2 separate regions of the Mus musculus genome follow, and region 2 is linked to region 1. Evidence: chromatin contacts called from public Micro-C data. All regions are on one chromosome and are shown on one strand. Each heading gives the region's core, a stretch centred on a gene start, on an enhancer-like site or on the middle of the called end of the contact. The rest is flanking DNA. Distances are from core to core; before and after follow the strand shown.

Region 1 (7,153 bases), core at 2,331-4,830:
CTTGTGGACTCTTAAGGAATTCTGTCTGGACTCTGAAGAAAATAGAGTAGAGGTCACAGCCAAATCTGCCCGCGTGTCGAGAGGCTGGATTCCAGAAACGAGGGAAACAGAATATTGTTTGTGAGAATTGCAAGCATCTGGAGAGTCAGAGGCATGAGGCAATGATGGCACAACCAGGGGATAGCATTTTCTTGAAAAGGCCTTGAATTTTCATGGGTGAGAGAGCAGAATGTTGTGCTGAAATGACAAGTCTCTACTCAAAACCCCTAAGCCACTCTAGACTTGCTGTGTGACACTGGAAACCAACCTCTCTCCATCTTGTTTTCCTTACAAGGCTAAGAATGTATGGCCAGGCTTGACAGAGGGCACCGATGAGATACTGCACGTGAAACTCCTATAGCTGGCAACGTTAGATAAAGGAGAAGTGCCAATATAAACAGCCCTATCCACTGTGCTTTCTCACGTGCCTAGGCAAGGGGCTTGTGCTGGCATGGCTAACATTCTCTACTTTCAGAGAGCAAGACACAAAGAGATGGAATAGCCACGGATATCATTCAATATCACCTGGACCAAGAAGTAGAGTGTCCCTTGGGAGAAAGACCTCGGTGCCTACCCATGGCATTGCACTTCCTCTTCTGAGAATGGCACCATTACAGAACTATCCAGGGTGGGGCCCCAGACCACAGAGACTTCCTTCTGCCTGTCTGCTAGAGGGACATCTGCTGGGATGGTTAGGAAGGTAGCCACTGTCACAAGCTCCAGGGCCCAGAACTGCCCTTCTGCTTCTCCACCCTGCCTCTTTCTGCTCTTGGTATGATCTCTGCTTTGGGGTAAAAGAGTGGGTGCCTGGCTGCTGGGGGTGGGGTGGGGTGGGCATCAGGGAATGGGTGTTTGTCTTTCTTTGGTTCTGTGCTCTTTGGATTTCATCTATCATACAGATAATTACCCAAACCATTTGAGTTCTGCTTCTGCAACAGGGTGTCCCCACTGCGAGGTCCTCTAACCACGGAGTTCCCCACACCCACTCTATCCCCTAAAGCTCATCCTCACCATCATCATGACTCCATAAAATGACAGGAGAAGAGATGTGAAGTGAATCATCATGGCATTGGAGGAGGGGCAGAGAGAGAGAGAGAGAGAGAGAGAGAGAGAGTGTGTGTGTGTGTGTGTGTCTGTGGGTCCAGATGAGTGCTTCTTAAACAGCCTCTTGACTTTTTCATATGATTTGCTGAGCCCCATTGAAAGGGATAGAAAATTCAGGGTGGAGGCATATTGGCCCCAAAGGCAGCCAATGTGAAAATGAATTGAGGCTGCAACCAGCCTCTTAGAACACAGGACAGCTTTTCTTCACATCCCCAGGATGGGACACTGGGTAAGGGGATTACACTGTCACACCCCTGAACCTCAGCCTCCCTCCTCACCAGGCCTCTTTGGACCTCAGCCTCACCCTCCCTGAGGCCTCTGACATAAACCCTGCCTTGGGCCTGCTAGGCCCTGGATCAGAATGCCAACATAGGATGTCTTCTCAAAGGATCCACCACTAGAGCACATGTCCAGGGACACCCCAGGGTCCTAAACTGTGGATGTTCTTGAGGTCTTAGAGGACAAGGACTTTGCTGGGTAGAACATATAAATGGAATGAGTGAGGGTGAGTATCTGCTCCTTCATCAGCAAAAGGACTAAGACATCAATAGAAGAAATATAGACCATTGCAACTACAAACAAAAGGAAAGGACTTTAAAAGTCCCTGTGTATAGATAGCCCTGTGGTTCTCAAACTTGACCGTGCCTCAGAACATGAGGACCAGATAGAATAGGTGATTGCTTGGGCCCCCTCTGAAGTTGCTGATTCCGACTGTCAATCCACTTCTATATTTCTGTTGCTCTGGTATGGAATTCCATTGCTGCTGCTCTGCGGACCATGTTGAAGAGTGACTGGTTCATTTTTTTGGTTTGGTTTGGTTTTTTTAAAGCCTAATTCATTTCATCCATGGCCCAAGGTGCCCCGACAGGTGAGAGGTAAACAAATAAAAATCACACTTTCTCATTGCCTCTCCTCCCTCACCCCTACTTGCTCATTGGGTTCAACCCTCCTGTACTGCAACACAACCCGAGCAAAGAAAGCTATCCCCACCCAGGCTCGCTAATGGCTTTATCCACTCCTACAGGGTGACATGCATGACTTAGAGCTGGCACTCAGCCATCCTGTACTGACCATGGAAGAGGTAGCCTACCCTTAGGATTTCAGTGTGCGTCTATAGATCTCCCTGATCCATACTTTCACTCTAATTTCATTGTTTTAGCTCATTGTCCAACGTACTCTGGTTGACACCTTTGAAGTGCTGGCTGGTTGGTGAAAGATTTCTTCTTACATTCAGGGGCTTCACTCTGACAGAAAAGGGAAAGAAAAGAAAAGGGAAGGGATGGAAAGAAAAGGGAAGGAAAGGGAAGGAAAAGAAAGGAAAGAAAAGAAAAAAGAAAAAAGAGGAAAAAGAAAAAGAAAAAGGAAAAAGAAAAGAAGAATCAAGTCACTAGACTATGAGGGGTGTAGAGAAAATATCTTGTGTCTGTATGGATGTGACACCTGTCAATAGTATAACTGATGCCCTATAGCGGAGTCAGAAAGTTGGAGGTGGGACATCCAAAAAGCAGAAAGGATTTTGGGATAGTGCCAGGCACAGGAAATTCACCAGGGAAAATGTGAGGAGATCGATGTGTGGTACCTGAGCACAGGTAACCAGTCACATGGCAGAATGTAGATTAGGATAAATGGGTTTAATCTAAGTTATGATCGAGTCAGAGAAGAGCCTAGCTGTATGGCCAAGGCATTTGTAAATATATGTTGAGCCTGAGTCTTCTTTCTGACAGCACGAGACTGAGAAGAAGAACCAGACCTGACTTCTACAAAGGGAAAAGCAGGGTGTGTGCAGAAGGCGTACTAGGGAAGCATATCTCAGTCCGTCAGGAAGGGGTCAGTATTAGGCAGGACCCAGCCAGAGTATGGGAGCACCGAGTAACAAGGGGTACTGAGTAGTGGTACTCACTGGAGATCAGACGCTCTCCATCTGGCTTCTGTCCTCACAGTCCTGAGGTACCATTTACAAATCCTTCTTTAGAAGTGGGGACACCAAGGCTCAGAGATTGCTGAGGGCCACACAGCCATCCAACATTAATTTTTTTCTGACTCCAGAGCCACATCTAACATACGATCTTATTGCTCTTTGCCAGACATCAACAACTAGCACCTGTTGTTGGTCACGAAAGGCAGGTTTACCAAAGCACTGGGCAGGTGTGGGGAACCAAGAAGGCTGGGAAGGTTAGGAGGGGGGACCCATGTGTTGTGACTCTTGATGCACAGTGTGAAGCATTGACACCTAACTCCTGGGGTGCTTGGGCATCAGTGAAGGATTCTGAACAGGAAAGGAATGCATAGCACAGCTATGTTTTAGGAAGCTGGGACAGAGGCGTGTGTGCACCCTTGGCACAGAGAACACATGGCAGCGGAAAGCAAGGGCCTGGCTTCGGATGGATGACGGGAGCAGATGAGACTCGGGATAGATGTCATTCTCACTACTGCTGTTGCAAATATTTGACCACTGACTGCATGCTTGACCTATGCTGAAGTCATCTGATCCTCACCATAGCATCCATATCAGATCTCTCCCTCTGACGCTACTTTTTCACTGCTCATGAGTCTCCATTTCTCCATACTGAGTACTGTTTCTACTTGGGAACAGGACCTAAGACTCCTTCCTGAATATAAGGGGATCCAGGGCTGAGAAAAATGAAAGATCAAGTACTCCCAAATTCACTTCTTCTCCTGTCCTGACAGCTGAGGAGGCTGAGGCCTGGAGACAATCAGTGGCTTGTTCCATCTAGGAAAGGATGGACATACTGACCAGAGGCTAGAGGGCTTTCTTGCGCCAATGCCAAGAGCCCACTCTGGATTTCTAGGCCAGGCTGGAGGCCCTGCAGCTGTGGCGGGTGCCAGATGGCATCCCAGTCACCAGGCTGCAGGGCGCCTGAGGACCCTGTGGTAAGCCACGGCTGGCAGCACCTCCTCCCTCTGGCACTTCGGGTGCAGAATGATTGAGTGAGGGGAGGATATGCCGTGTAGGGGCAGGAATGTTGGTGTCTCAGCACTTGGTAGTGTGAGTTACAGCTGCTCAGGGCCAGCCCAGCATACAAGCTGAAGAGGCAGCTGCCATCTTCACCTTGTCAGAAATACAAAAAAAGAAAGAAAGGGAAGGGAAGGGAAGGGAAGGGAAGGGAAGGGAAGGGAAGGGAAGGGAAGGAAGGAAGGAAGGGAAGGGAAGGGAAGGGAAGGGAAGGCAAGGGAAGGAAAGGAAAGGAAAGGAAAGGAAAGGAAAGGAAAGGAAAGGAAAGGAAAGGAAAGGAAAAAACCATGCTAGCCCATGCAGCCAGAGCAGAGGCAATGGAACCTGATTGGAAAAATGGCAGCATTGCCCAAAGAAACAGGGACAAGCCATGAGTTAGGAAACCCCGGCTCACTTACGATTTGATCCTTCTCTTTCAAACCATGAAGCCTTGAAGAGCCTCTTTAATCTGTTCGTGGATATACTCTCTTTTCTCCTCCCTAGCCTTGCACTATAGGTGGTATGAGTGAGTTGATGTGTGGAGAGGAGAGTTGAGAAAAGAAAAGAGGAGAGAGCAGAGAGTGGGGAAGAGAGGGCTGGGGAGGAGAGGGCATTTGCAACCCAAGGGGTTCTGCAGATGCCATTGGAGTTGAAACTAGTAACGTTAATGTTGATATGGCTAATCTCCGGGGAAATATGGTGATACAATTGAGCATTTGCAAGGAATTTATTTGAAACCTGTATTGTCTTTGCTACTGCTCTATGAAGCTTAAAATACTTCAAAAATGGTAATTCTTACATTCTCTTTCATTGCTTTCTCTTCTATTCAGGGAGCTTTGGCTGAGCAGGCACACTTCAGAGGTCTACAGGCCTCTGAAGGACCTGCCTCCTAGCAGGGAGACCAATGTTATTCTATATCCTAAGCAGGGCAAAGATCTACTGTGCTAAGAGGGCTAAAGTCCCGGCAGCAGAAAGCCCTGGTTTGGGGTGGCCAGGGACCAATGCACAGGCTGATGTAGAGCTACAGCGGAGGTGAGATTCCAGCTTTTTGTGGAGAGCAGGGGCTTACCAATCATATAACCATAGAAGTGCCTGCCCAGAAGAAAGCCTCAAAATGCATTCTAGAGAGAAGGAAGCTGTGTCACTATAGCAGTGTCTGATCGTGCTGGGGTAGAGGGGCCTGGGAAAGGAGTGGGCATGAAGCCCAAAGAGGCAACATAGAAGCAAGTCTGTGGATTGTGAGTGTTTTCAGAGACTTGGGATGTCACTACAGGAGAAATGGGGCATCAGGGGAGGCGGGAGCAAAGGAGTGACACGATCCAGGACATAGCTGAAGAGAACCTGTGTTCCTCCACTGGATTGTTCTCTGGGTTCGGCCACCCACCTGGTCTCCTTCCCTGACCCCTGGACTTCTGATTTAGGTTCGAGACTGAGGATTCTAGAATTCTAGAATCATGGAGGAACCCAAAGCACCTCGGCTGAAAGGAGCTGTGTAATCACATGTTTAGAGAGAGACTTCTTCCCAGTCCCAGTACTTTGTGTGCCTTTTCTAGTCCCATGAAGGCCAGGCTTCCAGCGCTGCAGGCTTCTAATTTGTTCAAATGTTTTGTTCTATACACGATGGTACCTGAGGCCTTGCAGCTTATTACAGCTCACTGGGTAAATCAAAAGGCCCCTGGGTCCTGATGTTAAACTCAGCTAGTTGAACATAAGGCCACCAGGGGAGAATGTCTTCCCTGTAGAATGATGGGTTCCAGGAACGGTGGTGTGTCAAGCTTATTTCTACCCCTTCTGCAGGTCAGTCCATGCCTCCCTGCCCATCCCCACTTCCAGCGAACTCATTCTAGGAAATTATGATCTGCAACGGGGACAGACTACAGGCACTCTGAATGAAAGTTTCTCACTGTGTGCATCAAGAACTTAATATATATCAACAAACCACACAGACCCAGGGTATGTGATAGTCTGCCCCACAAGGCTTTGGAGTTGAGATTCTCATGGAATACAACCTTTGCTTCTAAAATTTTAGAGGCTCTTAGGAAGTAATTACAAGGAATGGCCCCAAATGCTGCTTGGGTGTCTCTTGTAGAGATTACAGTCTCGGTGCCTAAAAAGCCAGATAACAGGCATATTACATGGAGCAGCTGAGTGGGAGTAAATTAGGACAGATGAGGGGCAAGGTAAAAAGTCACTGTGTTTCTTTGCTGGAGATGCCACAACACAGAGCAGGCTGGGCCATCTAAACAACAGAACATATTGTCTTCCAGGCTTGACTCCAGATGCCCAAAGTGTGGGTGTGGGCATAGTTGGTTCCGTATGTGGACTGAGGAGGAAAGAGCTGTTCCAGGCCATCTCCTTGACTTACAGGTGACATCTGCATATGTGCATGCCATTCTCCCTGTGCACATGTCCTTGTCTGTGTGCAGATGTTCTCTTTAATAAGGTTACCAGACACTCTGGATTAGAGCCAACTCTGAATTAAACTCCTTAGCTTAGGTACTCTGAACAGACCTTCTCGCCAATAAAGAACACATTCAAAGTTACAAGTTGTTTGGGCATCAACATAGTAATTTTAAGGGGACACAATTCAATCTATGACCCTCAGCCAAAGCAAAAGCAAATCAGAGGATTAGATGGCTTAGGCTCACTGCCCTGATTCTGGGTTCATTCAGCAACCTGTACATAAGTGGAAACTCTAGGTACGCAAGATAACAAAACAAAACAAAACAAAACAAAACAAAACAAAACAAAACAAAACAAAACAAAACAAGAAATACCACTTCCCCAGAAGTCAGGGGGAGAGGAAGATAGGGATAGGCCTACTGTGTCCCAGCTCAGTGCCCTTGATCCACTTCCAACTGTCTGTGATTTAAAAGTCTATGTCTCACATTTGGATGCTCTCTGGAAGAATCTGCCTACATTTGGGAGTCCAGAAAGTGCATGTAGTATGTGTTCTCAAACTCCCCTGACCACACAGCTGGATGGGACAGAAGAAGACATGCAGAAGGTACGTGTGGGGATGTATGTTATGGCATGGTCTGTACTTAGCAAGGTTCT
Region 2 (7,483 bases), core at 3,202-5,701, 370 kb before region 1:
CACGTGTATACACACACACACACCTTTGTGTGTGTGTGTATGTGTGTACAGTCCTGTTCCCAGAAACAGCCTCCCAATCCAGCAAAGGATGGGGGTGGTTTCAAAGTTTAAAGTCTACATTAAGACTGGGACTGTCCAAAGTGCCATAAGAGACTATCTGTAGAATAGAAGAAAATCTTTGATAGCTACTCATCTGAGAGACAATTACTATCTAGAATGAACAAAGAACTCAACCAAGTAAGAACACAAAACTAAACAACCTGACTAATAAATGGACTGAAGAAATAGTTTTTAAAAGGTGAAATACAATTGCCAATAAGCAGAAATAGTTTTCATAAGATGAAATACACTGGCCAATAAGCATGAGATGTTCAATATCACCAAGCAAAAATGCAAATGAGAACTCCACTGCAGTCTCTCTCACTCCAGTTACTATGCCACTCATTGTCAATGACTGCTGGAAAGGATGTAGACAAAAACTTACCCTCAAACTGGTGGGATGAAACCTGGTCCAGCCACTATGAAAATCAGGATAGAGGACCCTCAAAAAGCTAAATTTATAACCACCATATGATCCAACTAGCCTGCTCCTAGATACTTACAACAAAGTGTTTCCAATCAACATGCCAGAGAGATACTCCAACACCAATGTGTATTACAGCAACATTCATTACAACTAAGAAATGGAACACAGCAGCACGGATAAAGGAAATATATATATTTATATATTTGTGTGTGTGTGTATATGTGTGTGTGTGTGTATATATATGTGTGTGTGTGTATATATATATGTGTGTTTGTGTGTATATACATACATATGTATATACACACATATACATATAATACATATATACATGATATACATGACAGGGGGTTTGCATTCATAAAAAAGAAGAACATTATCTCATCTTCAGGAAAACAGATGTTCCTGGTGATGGTCATATTAATTGAATTATGCCAGTCTCAGGAAAATGTTGGATATTTTCTATCATTTGTGGTTCCTAGGTTTTACATAGATACCTAAAGTCATTTATGTATATATGACATGAAAGTAAAAGAGGAAACGATATAGGGGGACAGCACCTGATGACAGCTGGGGAAGGGAAGGAAGGAAGGAAAGGGTGGGGTATGAAGAGAGCATACAGCATAACTGTGTCAGTGTCCAAACACAGTATCACACTGTGTACAATGTTAAAGACACTGTTCTAACACTGCACAACACTGTGTACAATGTTGCAGACACTGTCCTACCACAGCACAGCACTGTGTACAATGTTGCAGACACTGTCCTACCATAGCACAGCACTATGTACAATGTTGCAGATACTGTCCTACCACAGCACAGCACTGTGTACAATGTTGCAGACAGTGTCCTAACACAGCACTGTGTACAATGTTACAGACAACAAACACTTTTAAGTTAAATTGAGTAAATATCCAGTTAATATCTTATTCGTGATAATGTGTGTGTAACAATACATATCACTCTCAGTGAAGCACCTGTGCCAGGAGCCAGGAATTTAACCCATGTTACACAGGCACTGAAATAACTCTTCATAGACTTTTGAGTTGGGGAGTTTTCGGGCCACTTGGCTTAGCATGAATTCTTACAATGAGGCAGACATCAGAATCCACAACACAGAGTCAAGGCAGACTACTGGCAGCGCGTGTCTGTTAGGGGAGAGAAAGGCAAATCATATAGCACAGCTTGTAAAATATATTCTAAGGCCGAGGTCCTGTGAAATAGTTGGAACTGTGAAGCTAATCAGGACTGAATCTGGTCAAAGTGACTCAAGATAAATCAAGGGAGAGAAAAATGAAAGACAGACATGATATTAGGTGGACACTCAGAGAGGAGACCCCAAATGTACCTTTGGTTTCTGGTTCCCCATGTCATGTTTGAACTTACTATCCTGTCACTAATAAAGCTATTCTAAGATGAGGTGAGTCCTTTTCCAAATGGTAACCAATTCTCAGGCTCTTCAGACTGCATTGTGAGGCTGCTGCTTCTAACATCAAGGAGTTGTCAGTTACAAACAGCACTGGGCAAGGAGTAAAGGTTCCCAAGCTCCAAGCCAGAACAGTCGCTTCTGATGGCACAATGCTATGCAAATCAGTTCTGCTCTGCTGGCTCCCATTCCCTTATCCAAAAACCGGACAGCTAGCCCTAAATTATCCAGCTATGTGCCCAAAAAGCAGTTTCTAGTTCTTCAGTCCAAACGGTCCCTGTGAGCTTATTTTGATGCATTTTTTTATGTTTTTATAAGATATAAACACAAAATTAAGGGATGCACATAGGCACCCAGATAAAGCCCCTGCCACCACCCAGCAGAACCCAGCTCAGAAACCAGGTTCCACACTGCAGTTCTCCCAGGAGCTAGCAGGAGGGTGGAGAAGAAAGGAAACGGCTCTGTTGGGAGCAGTTTCTGCTTGTGCGTGGACAGGAGCATTTCAGCTGAGAAGTAAGATGTTGCCCTGAAAACACTATGCAGAGAAGAGCTAGGAACTTCCAAAACCAAGGTGCAAGCAGTGAGGCACCAGGATAAATATGAAAATCAGAAGAGAAGACTCACAGTTCTCCTCTGCTGTGCAAACATGTACAAGTTCATCTCTTTATCAGCAAAGGGACATCTCATTCCCTGTGTGTATGTGTTCTGGCCACAGAGCACCTCTGACCCACTATGCCTGACTATTCATGACTCCCCTTAGCATCTCCACGGTCTCCCATGAGACAGAGATCATATTTCAGACAGCTGTTAATTCTATCTTTGCACAAGACAGTTCTTCCTTATATGGAACCAAATTCTGACTCCCCGGCCTTCAACCTCCTGGCCGTTTGGCTCCTTAGGACCACAGGTCAAGCAATGCTTATCACATTGAGTTGGAATTCTTGTAGGTAAGTGTGTATATAAAAACAAAGCTATCCAAGACCTCGGTCCACAGCAGTTATACTCTCTCCTGACCAAGTCACATTGATGATTCTTCATGCAACTGTTACCAACATGAAGTCCATTCTTCTGCGGGTTTTCCAATGCCTTAATGCTAAGCAACATATTCAACATGTACACTGCTATCCTGTGAACTGGAAAGCACCTAGTCTCTCCTCTCCTTCCACAATCCTTCTGTGGGGGGGGGGGGGGAGGGAGGGGAAGCATTCTCAGAAAAGCTAAGCTCTACCACTGAGCTGAATCTCATCTTCTTTCGTCTTCTTTCTACTTGTTTGTTTGTTTGTTTGTTTGTTTGTTTGTTTAGGGCCACTAAGTGGCTCAGGATGAGCTTCTAGTCCCTTCCATACCCCAACTAGGCCATAAAATTGAGCTCCACATGCTGTAGCCTTCATAGTGCCTGAGCTTACAGGCCTGCTTCTAGGCACAGAGAGTGGTAGTTCGGTGTAAAACTAAAGAAAGCAACCTTTAAGACTAGCTCTCTATCATTTCCTCTGCTGGCCTTTCTACATGCCCATCCTTCATGGATGAAGTCTATGATACAGATCCTGTTCTTCAATACTAGAAACCAGTCCTGCCAGACCCAAAAAACATGCATCTCTCTCTCTCTCTCTCTCTCTCTCTCTCTCTCTCTCTCTCTCTCTCTCACACACACACACACACACACACACACACACACACACACACACACACAGGTCAAAATTCTTCCCAAGAACATTAAGAATGAATTCTGAATGAAAAGGGGCAAGCACAACTCTCAGAACAACACAGGGCAGTGAGGTCAACTTGCTCACCCCAGGGCTGGAGTGCCTCAGAGATGTCCTCAGAGTGGGGGAGAGGGAAACACCCTTTCCTGTACACCTCAACTGCACTATGGAATTCAAGATTCATGGAGTCAAAGGGGCAGTGCTTCATGTGACCAGTGTGCTCGACCATACCTAAATGCCACCCCAGGCAGTCTCCCTTAATCTCTACACACAACTGCCTGTGGGGGGAAACATAATATCCATTGTGCCAAAAGGAAGGCAGAGGCACAGAGCCAGCACATATAAGTTCGCAAGGCTACAGCAACGGAAAGTCGACAAAGGAACCTGAGGACCTGAGCCTCCAGGTGTGACTGTACTCTAAACTAAACTCACTGTGTGACCTCTGTTTAACTCTTCTAAGCCTCGGTTTCTACACCTGAAAATCAGAGATTACAGCAGTAACTCTGGGCCTCCCTCTTGGAGTAGTTACAAGGATCAGAAGAGATAATGAGAAGGAAAGCCCTCTGGAAGAGAGTAAGGCCTTCTAAAAGTGTGAGGGATTATTGTGTGATTACTTGTAAATGACTGTGCATTCCATTACAAATACACAAAGCAGTGAGGTCATTCACAAGACAAAGAGACACTAGGCCCTGGGAATTAAGCGAGGCTGAGTCCTCGCTTTACAGGTTAGGTCTATATGCTGCTCACACTTGCAGCTCAAAGCTCAGCAGCAGCTGTCAGAGTCTCAAATTCCAAGTCACATATGTCTACAGAGCAGCTCAAGACAAAATCTCCCTTTTCAGCTAAAAGCAAACTCCGGGCAAGAAGGAGGTAATAGAGATGGATGTCTGGAAGACCCCTGAGAGTCTCGGTTCCGGGAACATGGCCTTCAGTGTTTTCCTTGGAGGAGTTGTTAGGAACACGGGCTCCAGCCTCACTGCAAAAAGCCCGTGGGGAAATAAATGTACAGTAAGGAACTATTTACCGAGGAGCACAGAGGAAATGTCCAAGCATGAATTAATCAAGGGCTCAAGACATTTCAAGTTGCAGATACCAAAAGGATAAGGCGCTCCAACCAGTTAACCCTTCCAGCCCAGCTCACGGAGGCTCCACGTGGAGTCTGGCACCAGAGGCAGCATGCAGTGAGCAGCAGAGTGAACCAAGACACTAAGTCCCTTTACATACCAGTCTTCCTGTGGGAGACCACCCTCAAGAGGAGTCCCAAGCAGCTCTGAGGGTGTGGCCTCTCTTCAAGCCTCTTCCAACACTCTAGCTGTCAGGATTCTCTTCAGGTCCTGCAAAGAACCAGATACTCATTGTCATTTATAGAGGGGCTATAAATTCCCAGAAATGCACCCCTACTCTGGTGAGGAAACAGCACAATGCTGGTTATTTTCTGGCTGGCACTATGCCATCTGTTTCCCCTGCTGGAAAGAAGCCATAGTGGAGGGCAAGCTATGATTCCTTGCTTACCTCCCAGTGGCTGGATTAGACTTGGGGCTAGGTATTAAAAGCGGTTACAGCAGACAGCAGTTATGAAGATGGGAAGGAAATAGTAGATAAAAGATTCCAGTGTAGACAGCGAGAAGATACATGAGGGAACAGTAGTCAGCTAGAGTCGGTCTACGGACAGACAGGTCACTGGTGAGGGTGTCCAGAGCTGAGGATAAATAGAGACATCTCATAGCAATGTAGAAAGCCAACTGTTCAGAGCTTAGAAAATGAGGTTATGCTTTGCCTGTTTTCGTTATAAAGAAGCAAAGCTCTGATGAAACCATTGATAAGATTTTAAAAAAAAAAAATGTGCTCTTCTGCTCCTCACTGAAGAAATACTAATAGTAATAACTATGATGTGATATAGACTTACTTCACATTAGCAACTGTACTGCAGCTTTATATATACACAGATGTGTGTGTGTTATTTTATCTAATAGCAATGATAACCCCCTGAGCTAGACATTCTACTCCCATATTATAGAGAAAATTAATGATAAAGACAACATAACATCCCAGAGATGGTAGATGCAAGAAGCCAACTAACATGGTTGTTCACGGTACAAATTCGACAACTTGCAATTACAGAAGCACCCTAGCCCCTCTCCCCAACTGCCCACCTTCTAGCCACATGATTCTATGAGATGAAATTTATTCCCTATAACTAGCATGCATATAACCATATGTAGCATAACTGCCTCCAAAGGACTTGACAGTAATAGTTCTGTTGCCAGGTGCCTTCCACACAGTAAGCACTCAATAGCTACGTGGGTTTAGACAGGCAAGGTTGGGTCAGGAAGGTAAGAGAATATAGGCTATAACAGTCACTTTTCCTAGACAGAAATTAAACCAGTCAAAGCAAGATTACCAGGATGAAAAGAGAAGATGTAGCCAGAGTGACAGACACAGTTCAAGGAGGCTGTGCTCAGGGCAGCTGGAGGGCTCTGTAGCCACTCTGGGCTGAATATCCCTTAACATCCAGCTGCTGTTCCTGAGGCCTCAAAGGGAGCTCCGCAGATCAAATACTTCCTTGAAAAAGGAAACAACCACATCCCACTAAGTTGGGAATGTGAGTTCAGAGAGATGCTTTCAACTAAGTGTCAGGGAGTCAAGGACATGCAGAGCTGGGTGTCTCTGCCCTGGGACCCTCACAGCTTGTGGCTGTGCTAAACCACTTTGGGGTTTGCCTTCATGAAGAGGTGTTAGGCTACCACAGTGATTTTCAGTCTTTCATCTCTCAGCACAATTTCTCCTTTAAGTGAATACTAAGAGATGCTTGCCTTTTAAAGGGAGGGAAATCAGAGGTACCAGCAGGCTTCAAGCCTCCCTCACCCTCCACTTCTCAATTTGTTGTCACTCCAACTCTAAGACCACACTGGAGCTTCCAACACTTGGAAGCCATCAGCCCTGAGATCTTTAAGGACCCTCTAATTCTGCAAATTCAGGGGTCTGAGATGTATGTCTTCTTAACAGTTCCCTGTTATTACCTGTGTGAGAGGCATTATAGTATAGTATGACATAGCACAGGACAAAGAATTCTCAAATTAGAAAACCTGGGTAAGAATGTTCACCGAGCATGGCAGCACATGCCTTTCCCCGAAGCGACGGACTGGAGTTCCAGGACAGCCTGGTCTACAGAGCAAGTTCCAGGACAGCCAGGGCTACACAGAGAAACCTCGTCTCAAAAATAACAACAACAAAAAAAGAATCCTATAATCCTATGTTCTCCCAGCAGTTACTGAAAGTTTCAAAGCTCACAAACAACTCTTTGGGCTATTTGACATACATTACATGAATCACAGGTCTCAAGTTTTATTTCCTTTCATTACCAGTTGCCTGTACTGTTTTTTGGTTTTTTTTTTCCTAAAGATGGGACCTGTGAAATACTCCAATAGACATTAACATGTTCATTTACATGCTAGCTTTGGAATCATATATGCATTTCCAACAAAAACAGATCCAGCAGGTTGTATATATATGAATGTGTATATCTATATATGTATGAACATATGCATATATATATTGAATTCATATATATGAGTACATATATATGAACATGTATATATATATGCATATATATATATATACACACATATATATATGAACATATACAGCAATAGTAAACAAAGCAAAAGAGACTATCAACTTGTGAAGGGGGAACATTTGAGGGAGGATAACATAGAGGGGCGACTGGAGACAGAAAAAGGAGTGAGAAGTGGTATAGATGGATTGAAAATAAAAATAATACTTTAAAAGAGTCCTGATGTCTTTGACGTCTCTAAACTACACTTTTCTCAC

What was found. A called contact is a pair of places that touch in the nucleus more often than the background predicts.
Region 2: a contact with region 1 is called in a Micro-C map of muscle stem cells, with 2.9 times the contacts expected there. The contact joins two enhancer-like sites. A contact is called at or near these places in 1 of 484 Hi-C or Micro-C datasets (muscle stem cells) and 1 of 9 other capture datasets (macrophages).

The regions. Positions count from the first base shown.
Region 1 is chr16:24,070,183-24,077,335 of GRCm38.p6, reverse strand. It overlaps Gm46545 (predicted gene, 46545), which reads left to right. Exons shown (of 2, transcript NR_155457.1): 2 at 1-861. Among named protein-coding and RNA genes, the nearest start is that of Gm46545, 8.9 kb to the left of the region's middle. Within about 2 kb of position 3,580, at least 13 of the 459 cell types and tissues checked have an H3K27ac peak or open chromatin away from gene starts, as enhancers often do. A contact at or near this core is called in muscle stem cells, where this site is marked.
Region 2 is chr16:24,440,284-24,447,766 of GRCm38.p6, reverse strand. It overlaps Lpp (LIM domain containing preferred translocation partner in lipoma), which reads right to left. Exons shown (of 13, transcript NM_178665.5): 2 at 4,877-4,986. Among named protein-coding and RNA genes, the nearest start is that of Gm24440, 38 kb to the right of the region's middle. Within about 2 kb of position 4,451, at least 42 of the 459 cell types and tissues checked have an H3K27ac peak or open chromatin away from gene starts, as enhancers often do. A contact at or near this core is called in muscle stem cells, where this site is marked.